2 separate regions of the Gossypium hirsutum genome follow, and region 1 is linked to region 2. Evidence: chromatin contacts called from public Hi-C data. All regions are on one chromosome and are shown on one strand. Each heading gives the region's core, a stretch centred on a gene start, on an enhancer-like site or on the middle of the called end of the contact. The rest is flanking DNA. Distances are from core to core; before and after follow the strand shown.

Evidence for each region. A called contact is a pair of places that touch in the nucleus more often than the background predicts.
Region 1: a contact with region 2 is called in a Hi-C map of leaf, with 1.6 times the contacts expected there. The contact joins the promoter of LOC107951543 here to the promoter of LOC107951532 in region 2. A contact is called at or near these places in 3 of 34 Hi-C or Micro-C datasets (all in leaf).

What each region holds. Positions count from the first base shown.
Region 1 is chrA02:9,467,803-9,475,200 of Gossypium_hirsutum_v2.1, reverse strand. LOC107951543 reads left to right here and starts at 1,621. Exons shown (of 1, transcript XM_016886628.2): 1 at 1,621-3,015. The coding sequence starts at 1,920. The coding sequence ends at 2,711. It overlaps LOC107951544 (50S ribosomal protein L3-2, mitochondrial), which reads left to right. Exons shown (of 5, transcript XM_041090456.1): 4 at 174-287; 5 at 529-947. The coding sequence ends at 702.
Region 2 is chrA02:9,128,753-9,135,289 of Gossypium_hirsutum_v2.1, reverse strand. It overlaps LOC107951532 (BTB/POZ and MATH domain-containing protein 6), which reads right to left and starts at 5,046. Exons shown (of 6, transcript XM_041090321.1): 1 at 4,945-5,046; 2 at 4,475-4,604; 3 at 4,227-4,399; 4 at 3,806-4,097; 5 at 3,321-3,487; 6 at 2,895-3,215. The coding sequence starts at 4,551. The coding sequence ends at 3,061. It overlaps LOC107951533 (EEF1A lysine methyltransferase 4), which reads left to right and starts at 5,131. Exons shown (of 9, transcript XM_016886599.2): 1 at 5,131-6,437; 2 at 6,529-6,537. The coding sequence starts at 6,257. LOC121215575 (a long non-coding RNA gene) reads left to right here and starts at 3,341. Exons shown (of 4, transcript XR_005911491.1): 1 at 3,341-3,500; 2 at 3,582-4,116; 3 at 4,213-4,347; 4 at 4,575-4,854. It overlaps LOC107951534 (autophagy-related protein 8i), which reads left to right. Exons shown (of 7, transcript XM_041090343.1): 3 at 1-1,619; 4 at 1,713-1,768; 5 at 2,289-2,341; 6 at 2,453-2,571; 7 at 2,674-2,925. The coding sequence starts at 1,580. The coding sequence ends at 2,762.

The DNA.
Region 1 (7,398 bases), core at 372-2,871, 340 kb before region 2:
TGTTGTGGTTTTACTGCACTTTTGCATGGAGCCAGGTCAGGGCATTGATGCATTGTCGCATTGATGCATTGTCAACCTAATCTTCATTACAACTCTTGTATCCATTTGTTTATCAGTCTTTACCATATGGAATGCCCTTGAGTCATAATTGACGATCAATTATTGTTATGTAGGTATTTAAAGGGAAAAAGATGCCTGGGCGCATGGGTGGGAAGACGAGAACAGTAAAAAATGTGTGGGTATACAAGATAGATCCTGCAAGGAATTTGATGTGGGTGAGGGGTCAGGTATGGTTTTCTTATTTTAAGTGCTTAAGAATTTTGAATGGAAAAAATCAGGAGGCTATAGCCTTTGCACAACAGTTGCAAGCTTCCAAATCCGATGTTTGTCATAAAAATAAGGGACTAATCCCCTTCAAAGGATGGGAACAAATTACATTGCATCCGAAGTTCTTAACCATCTAATATGTTGTATTCTGTATAGTTTTTTATTGGCAGTATTGTTTAGGGAGTTGGTTATTGTTTACAGGTCCCAGGTGCTAAAGGGAACTTTGTCTTCATAAAGGATTCTGTTTACAAGAAACCTGATGTTTCAATGCTTCCGTTCCCGACTTATTTTGCAGCAGAAGATGAGGATGAAACAAATATAGGGCCTCTGGTTGCTGATCTTGGAGAGGTAGATCCGTTTATGGTAGCCGATTGACGTGGGGCGGAGTTTGAGTTGGTTGTCGGATGGCAGATTAAATTCCGGACCAGTTAACTTGCGGAATAGTAAGAAGTTGGTTTGTGTCCTAGTTATTTGGTTTCAGGAAGGAATGTAATATGAGATAATGGTTATAGAGATGAAGGTTGATGTATGAATTTTTGAAGCAAATTGAGCATTGATTTTTCTGTAACAGGAATGAGAGTTATTTTAAATAAATGAAAGGAAACCTGAAATTTTGCTTTTGCGAGTACAAACTTATAGGACATTAGATATAATAACTGTTGATAACATTTTTTTATATTTTTAAATGGTTATTAAACTTGAATTAAATAGTAATGCAATTTTTTGAACGCATTTAGGCTAACATTACATGCTATGAAAACTTTCGAGGAGTATGCAATAATATCAATAAATGAGACGAGCTCAAATGAACGAAGTTTTGTTGGTGTTTGTTTTTTTTATTTATTTAAAGTTACTCGTGTTTGTTTACAATTTTAATATTATGTTCAAACTCAATTTATTATTTGATATGTTTAGTCTAACTAAATATAAATGTAAAAATAAAGGGAAAATGCTATTTAAGTATTTTTCATAGGAAATATTATCTTCAAATAAGCGAGTCTATAAATGAGTTTATAAATAAACTAGTTGTTGAGCATAAATAGACTGTTGAAACTTATTCATTTAATAAATAACCTTATGTTCATTCACAGTTGAATCCATCTGCAGCTCATACCCGGTCTGCTCGTGATTATTATATAAGTGTCTTATTTACATGCCTGATGGCAAGGCCGTCGATAAGCCTTGTATTATAGTTGTTTAGACTAATGGGCCTCTATCCCATATTGGGCCTTTCTTTCCATTACCAAATTCTGAAGACATTATTATCCTAGTCACCTTAAGCAAAATCAAACCAAGTACCCAATTGCAGCATCTCTCTCTCTCTAATCTCCAATCTCTCCCCCCCCCCACCCTTCATCTCTGTATGATGTACTGTAGTGTGTACTGTGACAACACAATTAACTTGGGTCTTTTCCGACAGACAGACAGACAGGCAGACAACCAAATGAAAATCACTAATCTGCTTTGAGTCTTTTGACCACCCACACTCTAAACCCCTTCACTTTCCCTCTTCCTACATCCTAGCCTTGTCAAGGAACTTAGTGTTGGATATTATCCCCCACATTTGGGATTTTTCATTTTGCCTTCCGGGCATGAAGCGGGATCAGCTGTCCGAATGCGGGGGCTGCGGCGCCCCTGAGCGTTTCCTCCTCCACAACCTCCGCCACAGAGCCAGCTATCGACGCCTCTGCACCAACTGCGTCCTCAAGAACCACCAGGGCCTCTTCTGCCCCATTTGCCTCGAAGTTTTCAACGAGTCCCCTCCCCCTCACCAGCGCCTCATCTGCCTCAAATGCCCTTCCATTTCTCACCTCTCTTGCTCCTCCTCTTCCCTCTTGCCTACCTCCTTTACCTGTCCCCCTTGCTCCAACCCTAATTTCTCTTTCTTCAATCTCGCCCCTACTAAGAAACCCAAGTCAACGCCCGATCATCCTCCCGGATCTACCCACGACGGCGACGACGACAACAACAAGACGACGAACACGAGGGTTATTGACAAGGAAGCAGCTAAGGCACTTCTAGCTGCTGCTAAGATTGCTGCCGCCTCTATGACCAAAGCTGCCGCCGTTGCGAAAGTGGAGGCTGAGCGGAGGGTCAAAGAAGCTACTTTGGCAAAGAAGAGAGCCAAAGAGGCTCTCGAGAGACTCGCCTTGTTGGCCCGGAAGGATAGTGATAGACATAAGTCGTCCCTCGTAGGCATTCCCAAATCTAAACCTGATGCTGCCATTGCTGCTGCTGCTGACGCCAAAGCAAGCTCTTTATCCCTTCCATCTCCTATTCCCGACAAGGGAAACAATGGGTCGTATTCAGTTTCTGGTGCTAATGTACCCATTTCAATCCCCAAGTTGCAGCGTCAACAAAGCACTCATGGTATGCCTAATTGATCATTGGTGATTCCAACAATCTCAGTAAAGTGTTTGTTTTCGTTTGTTGGTATTTAGCCTTTCTGTTCATGGGAACCATATGTCAAATCTTTGTAGAGATGATTTAGGAGTTTTTCTGTATTCAGTAAGCTTTTTGTTTGCATTCAATTGTAGCTTTCTCTATTGCCCTGTATGTATTTTTCATTAAGCTCGTTGTTTCTGTTTATTTGCTTCACCTTTAGCCCTTCTTATGCCAAAACTAAAGCTCTCTGGACTTTCTGTTCTTACAAAATTACAAGAAAAAGAAGTGTCAAAATTGTCTTTAGATGCTTTGCACCCTTGATATGTCCTTTAATTAAATGAATCATGATGGCATACCCGGGATTATCTCTCACTTTAGAATGCTATTATGCTGTATTTTCAGGGGAGCAGGTTATGCTATTGCTTCCCATTATGTAAGTGCAGTCAGTCCTGGACTAAGTTGATCAGGACTTGAGCCTTCATTTTTAACTTATACAAAATCCTATATCTTTTTGAATATTATTGCGATTTTTTCTTTGTTGTCTTGCAAGCTTTGTTAGAAAGGCATCAATTTCTAGTAAAAAAGTTTGGTATTTTCCTTTTCAAAGGTTTGTTTTTGTTGCTTAATTCGTATATGATTACCTAAATCTACACTGCATTGAAGAACAGAAGCATTCAATTCTCCCACCCTATTCCTCCCATTTCTTTGTATCTATTAAATGTTATGTGGCGACAGTGAGTTGATTTTAGCAGTTATTGTTGAAGAAGAAAACAGTCGCTTTCTAAAGTGAGTGCTGATTCCATCGGATTGTATATTGCCTCAATGGATTAAAGGTTCTTTGGGGCTTTGGTTCTGTCTCTCTAATAAAATCTCAGATAACGGGCAAAGGTCACTCCTGCAGTAGGAGAGTACTACGGGTCAGGGACATGCTGAGTTTAAAAACTTTTATGGACTTATGGCATTAGGATGATTATGAGGGTCACTGTTTGCCGGATTTTGACTTACATACGGGAGCCTAGGTAGAGTGTTTGCTTTCCAAGGATACATGCATGGCAAGGTTCGAGACGGGAGATAGGCTTGAAGCTGATAAATGGTTTGGTTGCAGTACTTCAAAAAAGTGAGGGACCTCTCTCTAGTTAGGTTGGCAAATGCTTTGGAATTTGGGGATGTTGAGGAGAATGTGCATGATGCATTTGATGACTTCTTAGTATCTCTTTATTCTGCCATCAAAAGTGAAATTTACTTTGTATGGTTACTACAACTACAACATGGTTAAAGAACATGCTTATAACGTCAAGATGCGAAGCAAATGCAAATGTCTGAAAAGGTGACAAACAACGAATCAATGGCCTACCTGTGGCAATGGCAATGCCACCCCCATGTATTGACTGTAATGTCTGTTTATTTGGTTGGATTGAGGTAAACATTCAATCATCAATATCATTGCACTGAGCCAATGGAGCTAACTCTTCCAGTTTACTGCCAGAAGCCAAGGACAAGGAAGAAATGTGCAGCAGAGCCTGCCACCACGTGTGATGCTAGAGCTGTGTCTAGCTACGTTTGTCAACCGACATGTTCATTCATTTTTTTTTTCATGTGATGCATTGTACCCTTTTAGAGGCATATATTTGCTGCTGATCAAGGAGTATTTGGGGTGCCTGCCAATGCAGTCTATACCTGTTACATGTAATTTTTACATTTATCACGATATCATTCTGCTTGTTACGCGCGAGCCAGAAATACCTAAATGAACGTCAACATAGTTATGGTACAGGATCTTGAATGGTTTACCATGATGGCTCTCTCTTGTGTCTACTATCCTATTTAGGGTTTATTTAAGTTAAAATCATATTCTCACACAACATATAAGGCATATTTTATCATATCTAATTATGTTGTTCATTATAAGTATTAGAGTAAATTAAACAATTGCATACTTAACAATTTTAATTGACAAAGACAAGCATTCAATTGAATGAGTTTTATATTCAATGAACTAACATATTTGTAATTAAACTAGAAGACTTGCAAATACTAAAGAACAATTAGATTTCATAAATTACTTAAATCAAACTTTGTAGTTCCTTTTACTAGAAAAAGGGTTTAAAATTACTGAGCTAGTTATATCTAGGTATCTTTTGATTGGTTTTGGCATCAAACATCTTAGCTAGTATTGAACACCTTAATATTTTTTTGGGCTTGAGCCAAGAATAACTTCAATTAGAGATTTCAATTCTCTTTGAATCGGTATTATGAGTCTGTAACTTAAATTATGACCAAAATATTGAAGTAGTGTTGTGTTAAAAATCTAATTTATAAAAACTGTCAAAAATAAACTTTAAGCTCCTTTTTTCTTCAATTATTTACCTAAATCAATAATAAATAAAATATAAGTATAAATAATATAATTAATAACTTAAATAGCATAATTCAAGAGAAAAAATATCAGAAATAATTAGAAAATTACACACTCATCACTGACTAATATAATTTGGGGAGTCCTAAACTAGACTTGAAAATTGAGATGATTTAGATAAAAACATTATTATGCATGAGCACCTCTACTCTAAAATGTTATAAGAAAAACCAAAAAAGTTAAGTGTCAGACATGAATAGTAACAATGAATGATATTCGTGAGAGTAAATAATGCTTTGTCAAACACTTAAGAGAAAGAATAGTGTTCCTCGAAGAAAATATGTTACGAGAATCCATAATGTAGAGTGTATAATGCTTATAAGGGATTCAAAGCCTTCAATAATGCTATTGCAGTAAAGAGACTAGAGTTGTTTATAAAAGGTTCTTGATTGCAATGAAAAAAAATACATTTTTTTGAGAAAATTTTTGTAATATAATTTCATTTCAATGTTTCTTTTATATTTTCAATTTTTTAAGTTTTAAATTTAAATTTATTTTGAAAATCAAAATCTCACATTGAAATACAATTTACATTCCTCAACATCTTTAATCCTTCGATTCTCTAAACGTGTTGGTATTTGAGCAAATATAGGTATCAAAGAAAATATAATTATAAAATACTATAATATATACTAATTTTAAACTCATGCAATACACAAATAGCATATTGTAAGAATATATGATAAAATATAAATGACTTTTTGAAAATTTTTGGTAAAAGTATTATGAAGGCCTCTGTACTAAGAGTTAGATTGTATTTTATCCCCTCTACTCAAAAAAATATGCAAATTAATCCCTATTCATTAGATTAAAGATCAAATTGGTCTTTTCTGTTAAAAGTTTAATCTATTTGTACTGTTAAAAACTGACATGGTTGACAGAGTATTTAGATAGTAACACCTGGTATGCCATGTGCACATCATGCTAATATACAAAGATAAATTTTTAACAACAAAATAGGATGAAGACCATTTTAATTACTCTTTGATCTAATGTATAAAGATCAAATTGTCTTTTTTGAGTAGATAAACAAAATGTAATCCAACTATTATTTTATTACTTAAAACCATATCATATATATAATGCTGTTGGACTGGTTGAATTGAGAATCAGTTAGGTCACCGGTCCAAACAATAATGTTGAACCATTTTTTAGACTGAATAGTTAAGAATTGTTAATTGAAATCGTTTGAATTAGTTAAAAACCGGTTGAATTAAGTTTTAGTAATTTTTTAGATTTTTTTTTATTTTTCATACATTTGTCCCAATAATTTATTTATTTTGATCCCAAGTTTATCCAACCAATGACCAAGACAAAGGAAAATTAAAATTAAAATTAAAATTGAAAACCGAAGCTAGAAACGAAATGAAGAAGGGTGAAATTGTGAAAGATTCCAATCATGATGATGAGAGAAAATTTATGAAACTTGACAATGATTTTGAGAAAGAATATAAAAAGCGAAGAGTGAAACTATGAAAGATTTTGGAAAAAAAAAAACCATGAAGGATTGATGAAATAAAAAATAAAGAAAGATGAAACATGAGGGAAGTGATACAAAATAATGGAAGATGAAGAAGGAAATGATAAAAAAAGAAGAAGAAGAAGATGGGAGGGAAGTTGTTGAATTTATCAAAAATAAATTTCACGCTTAAAAATATAATATAAAGTTCATATTCTAATTTGTTGTCCTTTAAAATTTGTTTTTATATAACCAATTAAATTATTTTCAATAATGCATAAATTAATTATCTTTATGTTTTGAATTGTTACATCCTTTTATTTATTAATTTTACGAGGTTACTTTTGATCAATTAAATTGTGATTATTTACTTCGCAAAAATAATTGTAAATATTTATGAAAAAAAGTATTTATCTAGTTTTTAAGAATAAATTAAATCTATAAAAGTATTTATCTAGTTTTTAAAAATAAATTAAATCTATAATCTATCCAATATATTTTAATTCCATCAATTAGTATTAGTGGTTAACAGTTTAATAAAACCGTTAGACAATCAAGGTTAAAGCTCTATTGCTTGCATTCTTTTCCTTTTGTATTTTTCAAACAATTAAGGATGAAAACTAATCTAGTATAAGAAATAAATGTGGTAGAATATAATCATAAAATGGGCTAATGCCCAATGGCCAAGTATCACCTATTCCACCCTCTTTGCCCAAAATTGATTCATGCTTCTTCCCTTCCCTTCCCTTTCAAATTCGGCTAAAGTGGGAAAAATTGACGTTGTAGTAACACCCTCAACTTTCGAAAATTT
Region 2 (6,537 bases), core at 3,797-6,296:
CCTCCATATCACAAATCTGAACCCCTCGAATGGGATGCCATAAATTAGCCATGGTGCTCTTCATTGCTGGAAAACGTATGATATTGGCTGTTAAAAAACACCCCACCAAGTAGAAATCCTCCTCTTCCCTTTCTCGAACCCGGATCTGCTTGTAATTGCAAAACTGCTTCTTCCTCTTCATCAAGGGATAGTCCGGCAAACTGCTTTTCCATTGATTCGAATAAACAATCTATGCCTTGATAACTTTTGCTAATAACTTAATAAATCTGCACCAACTATCGCTGCCAACATAAGAGAAACGAAATAACAAAGAAAAAACTAGAAAAAATCGTGCCAAGAGGGCAAACATAGTTTAAAATTTTTTAGTTGGTGATATTATTTAGTTTATTAATATTGTTATTATATTAAATATAAATACTTAAAAATTAAGTTATATTAAAATTCTAACTATTCTTTTTCACACTAAAATTTTTTTATGCATTTCTTACTTTTTTGCATTCCCAACTAAATATAATACGACAAAACACCTTTTTAATGTTTGAAAATCGAACGGATAATTCAATCAATTTAATAGATTACAAATGAATAAAATAAAATGAGTATGGCATAAAACCACTTTCAACACGTATTAAAATAAAATTAATTAAAATAACATAAAAATATCAAAAATAAAAATTATGCATCCTATATAATGAATAAATCTATAAATAAAAGATAATTATTTCTTACATCGATGGTATAATTTTTTAATTTCACAAATCACTTGGGATTTTATTATATATTCTTAATTTGTATTTAAAAAAAAGTAATATATAAATATAATATGAAATGAATTAATACTAATTCACTAAGATATTATATGAAGAATCATCAACTACCAAGTTGAGATATTTTAATAGCGGGATCTGAATATCTAATCTCTCCTGCTGCCCACATCGAAATGGTAACCCACATGAGAGTCATAAACTTTAACGGGGTACCTCATACAAGCTCTCATCCAGTTCTATGATCATTGTGGGCTGATCCAAACCGTTGTTGCCTTGCCAAGGGATTTCCGCAAACCTATAGGACACATTTGGCAAAATTAAACCTAGTTAGAGATAAATGTTGAATGGCCTTCCTTAACAGAGATTTAGAAGAAGAAGAGAGGCTTTAATCAGCCACAAACTCATGAAACATTGCCATTTTAATCGTCTATGCTAATGACATGAAGGAGCTACTAAAGGAAGCCGGAATTATGCCGCCCATACATCTCACCATCACCCAACCGTTTCTTTTATTGTCTTTTTTATACATCAATCAGACAACCAGGCAAAATGGTTCTAACTACTTCTTTAGTCGAATAATTCTTTTATACTTTATTTACCATTGTTTCTTTTGGGTACCGACATTAATAACATCCTCAAAACTAACGTCTTAACAGCTTGGTTGAAACAGGTCTCAAAAACACAATGAGACAGGTCCTCTCTTAGGTTGAAATGTCTACCTAAAAAGGCCACATTTTCTCCTTTGGTTTCTTTTTTTTGTTGTTGTTGTCTTACTCAGAAAAAACTCTGGTTTATCAAAAGATATAATAACAATGGTGAAGCGTCAGCCTTTTCTAAAGGAGCAATCACTAGGTAAATATTTTGAGTACCTTTTTCTTTACCTTTAGATTATGATTATGATTATGGTTTTTTGTTTTTGTTTTTGTTTTGTTTTTGTTTTTGCAGAGCAACGACTGGAAGAATCAAAAACTATATTAGCCAAATACCCAGATCGAATTCCTGTAAGTTTAATCACCAGCATCTCTAATTTCATTGATTTTTTTATTATTTTATTTATATAGGAGAAATTTTTATGTTGAGGCTGACATAAAATGATAAAATTTTGGATGATAAAAGTTTTAAAAAAATTTGTTAAAAAAACTTCAATTAAATTATTAAATTTTTGGAGTAGTAATTTTACCATTTAATTAAGGGGCTAAAGGGCTTAAATTAAGTTAATAATTTTTGGAAGAGGCTAGGAGCGTAGTTTGCCTATACTAAGCTGGCCAAGGTTCCTAATTGTTATTAAAAAATATTAGGCATATGAATTGCAATATGATCTTTTCTATTACAGTATCTGATTAATCGAATTTTGGTCTGAGAAGGGTTTTCTTGGATGTAATAATTTTTGGTCACTTTATTTTTGAGTTATTAACCTGCTAACTACAGCTATAGGCTCAAACATTGTGTCAGCCTCAACCATAAATGATGGTTATTGATCACTTTTTTTGTTTGTCTATTATATGTTTGTTTATATTCCAGGTGATCATTGAAAGGTATTCAAGGACAGACCTCCCAGTTATAGAGAAGAATAAGTATTGTTTTCTTTTTCCTTTTATTCTCATTATATATATATAAAGTTAATAAAACTTGGTAAATATTATTAATTGGTTTCTTTTAACTCTCCTGTTTTCTTGGCTCTCAAGGATCCTGGTTCCTCGAGACATGTTGGTGGGTCAGTTCATTCACATTTTAAGTAGCAGGCTACATTTGAGTCCTGGAAAAGCTCTCTTTGTTTTTGTGCACAATACATTACCTCAAACAGGTTAAAAAACCATCTGCATTTCTCTCATTGATGATTCTTACTAATTGATTCATTAAACAAGAACTTGCTGACCCATTTTTTCTTTTTATCTCAACTACGCAGCAAGTCTCATGGGGTGTGTCTATAATTCTTTCAAAGATGATGATGGGTTTCTCTACATGTGTTACAGCACTGAGAAAACTTTTGGCTAAACTCTCCTCTGCATCTTTAATCTTCAATGTAAAACATTGGCAAATATATATACATATCTATGTATGTATTGTTGTAATTGTTTATAGCTCAATTCACCCTATTGATCTGTAAATGATGTAACTATATTTAACTAAAAAAATGTTTATATGACTTGTATTTGCATATTTATGTTTCCTTTTTTATGTAACATATTGGCACTGCACATTGTGTCTAGATATACCTTTTACTCGTGTCTAGATATGCATCGGTCACGAGTGTCTAATGCGAGCCCCGAGTTTAATTATAGCAAAACATTAGTTACAATGTATTGGAAACGGCGTGGACAGTCACCTCAGCTTCCACCATGCATATATCTTTCACTAGGCACCCACTACTTGCATGATAGAAATAAGCCAGAGAAACAAATTTTTCCCACCCACTTTCTTGGCTTGAGCTACTAAACCAGTGACTAACTGCAACAGAAATGAAAATATTATGCTTTTTAATGTACATTCGATTTTCATTTTTGTAAGGATGTTTAGTGAATGTTATTTACAGATGATTTGAGCTTTTTATACCTTTTCCAGCAATGTGCCTGCTCTGCTGTTGGTTCAGAATACGCAAGGTGAACTCTGCAAATATTTTAGAACCGTCCAAAAGTGTGGCAGAATCTGCCAAAGCCAAATACATCGATATATGAGTGCCTAATCCATGCCGTCTTCCTCTGGGAAAAAGATGTATTTTCCTGCATCATAAAGGTGAACAAAATCCCCTTGAAATTGCAATTAAAATCTTAGAATATCGTTACAGCATATCTCACAGTCACAGATAATATGAAGGTATCGTCCTCTTTGGGTGCTGTTGAAGAACCGGCACACCCTCAAGGTTTTGTCCTCATGTGATTGCTTTTCTTTAGTCATGGTTTTGCCTGTTCAAGCATCAAGAGACACCCTTAAGCTCTCTTTAGAGCCGAGAGAGACAAAACCTTGAAGGTGCTCCTGTTATCACCACGATATGCTCTAACAAATATCATAGAGGAGTAGGAGATAAAGTGGATATATACCATTTATGGTTGGCAGCAAAGAATTGTTGTGATTCCTTGTACTCTGAATCTAAATTGGAAAAGTTTTCGATCTTCCAAACATGCTTGGAACTTAAGGCATCCTTTATCATTGATAAGCATTCTCCTTTCCCTGAGGTCATTTCCTTGGTAACAAACACTTCAGCTCCAAACACACAACTGTCATCCAGTAGGTATCCATTGCCAACATCATTAAAACTTCTAATTGGTATCAACTGATCAAATCCCCACTGATGCATTGATCTATGAAACGGCCTTCCTTTTCCCGTGGCATCTAGGCATCAAAATCAGAGGTAAAAAATTCTCTTTTAAAGCATCTCCATTCCACCTATATATCTGAAGTAGTTGTTCATTGCAAATATCAATAAAAACAGTAATGTTGTTTGCAGGGAAATTATAATACCATGAACTACCAAGTAATTGTCCTTGGTCTGATCAAGCAGGAAAAACCGGAAAACAGCGTGGACTTCCGAATCAAGACGAATCAGAGAAGCAACATCTGCAAAAACCAAGTAGAGAGAAAGGTGCTCTTTTACATTTCTACTCTTGTTTCCATGTGGGTACAGCACCAGTTTCCTGTGACCATACACAAATTAAAAGAAGGCTAATTAAGCTAATAAACATACACGGTGTTGAAGAAATTAATGATACCATTTGTATCCACCAGCTTCAAACTCTCCAGATTCATACTTGTCTATGCCAGTCTTTGCAAGTAAAGAAAAGGACATGATCTTTAATATGTAATGTCTAGGTGCTGCTTCTGATATACATCTTCCAACTTCTGCAATGAGAACAAGCTTATAATTAGCTCATAAAAACACTAAACCAGGCATGCACAAAAGGATACCTACCTTCTAGGTTACTATAGACCAAGTTTGCCATGGCAACAAATTTTTGGACACAACTTTCTTTAGAAATATAGCTAATTTGCTATGTATCTGTATGTATATATGTAAAACAGAATCTCATCCTTAGCTTAGAGAGGAATGTTGTGATAAATCAACAAGCTGTTATTATTCTCAACTTGCTTAATGAAAGATGGAGTATCAAGCAATTGAAATTTATTTTCCAAAACCAAAGAAGCAATTAAAATTTGAAGTAAAAGCTTTTAGAGAATATACCATGACCATTGTTCCTTTATTTTACTTGCAGGTTCTGCAATCCATTGAAATGAGAGCAGGGAAAAAATGGTTGTTTGAAAATTCTTACGTGCATATATGTCTAATGACTTGCTTTTTTACAACTACAAGTTTAATACATACTCGATTTCATTTTAAATATCAATTTTTTATTTGAGCCAACAGGTGTTTGTTGTTCCCAGTCACATCCTTCACCCCCCCCCCCTTTCTACGGTTAATATAACAGGCATTCCATTTTGAACTACCGTTTGCTTTTATTTTCGGCTATTATGATGCTCCTCTTTGGGCTTTTTGGCTTTTGCCTCGTAAAAGGATCAGAAACCATTTATGGTATTGTTTGCTTACATGTTATTTCTCAAAATCCTTTAATTGATTCTATCTATGGGACTTTAATGCTCCTTCAAAACCTGAAGATTTAAGGGTTCAAAACCAACTTTAAGGGCTTACTTATTTAGTTTATAGGCTATAAGAAAGAGCTCACTTGTTTTCTCAACTTTTATTCCAATATCATTTTTATTTTATTTTGTCACGATCTAACTTGACCCGCAAAACATAAGTCTTGTCCTAAGAACATGAGCAAAAATTGTCTTCTTTGGGCACCTACAAGTTAAGCTAGATCAATTGTCATCCATTCTGTAGAGTGAATTTATTTATTTGTTGTGATTGAGTTAGAATATCTAAAAATACACTTAAATGTAGTTTGAATGTAACAAACTTCAAGAGACTTATGGGTACAAAAGAAAAAGACAATTCCAATTTATGTTCGCCGGGTCTGCTGACATATTCTGCCGACGTACATACATACATATAGCAGGTTATGCAACTAAACTTCAATGGTTATTGACACTGTGCTTTACAAGAACGAAATATTCATAGCATATATTTTATCCCTGTCTGTTTTTTTTTTCCCTATCATAAAAACATGGTGAAGCAAAAAAAGCCTGTTGTGATTCTCACAAGCACACGACCAAAATGTTAGTTCAAGACAATGAATAAAAAAGATTATTAATAATAATTATGATTAAATAACCCTTAATAAGTTCCTAATCGGGTGGATTAAAACAAACACACGTGTTGGTAAGAGAGAGATACATAGTACTTTGGTGTTTGATGATAAACATGGCTAAATCCCAACAAAAGAAAAAGCTCCACACGGTGTACCTGCGAGACAACCTGATTTATTTCACCAACTCCGAAACTGCCAACATTTTTTTGCAATAAAATCCATAACCCAAATCTCATTACAGTTCAACAAACATATATCATAAACCGAGTTGCAGAAAAAAAGAAGAAGATGACCTTGGGTACACCATCATCTCAAGCATACGGTGAGCCATGGTACTGGGATAACCGCTATGCCCATGAATCAGCTCCTTTTGATTGGTACCAAAAATACCCTGCCTTAGCATCTCTTATTCACCTTTATGTGCCTCACCGCCATGAACGTATTCTCGTTGTCGGCTGTGGCAACTCAGGTACCTACTCCTCTCCAAAATCAATGCATACCCTTTTTCAGATCTCTTAGTTTTATGTACCAAATCTCTATATTTTTTTTTGTTGTTGTAGTGTTTAGTG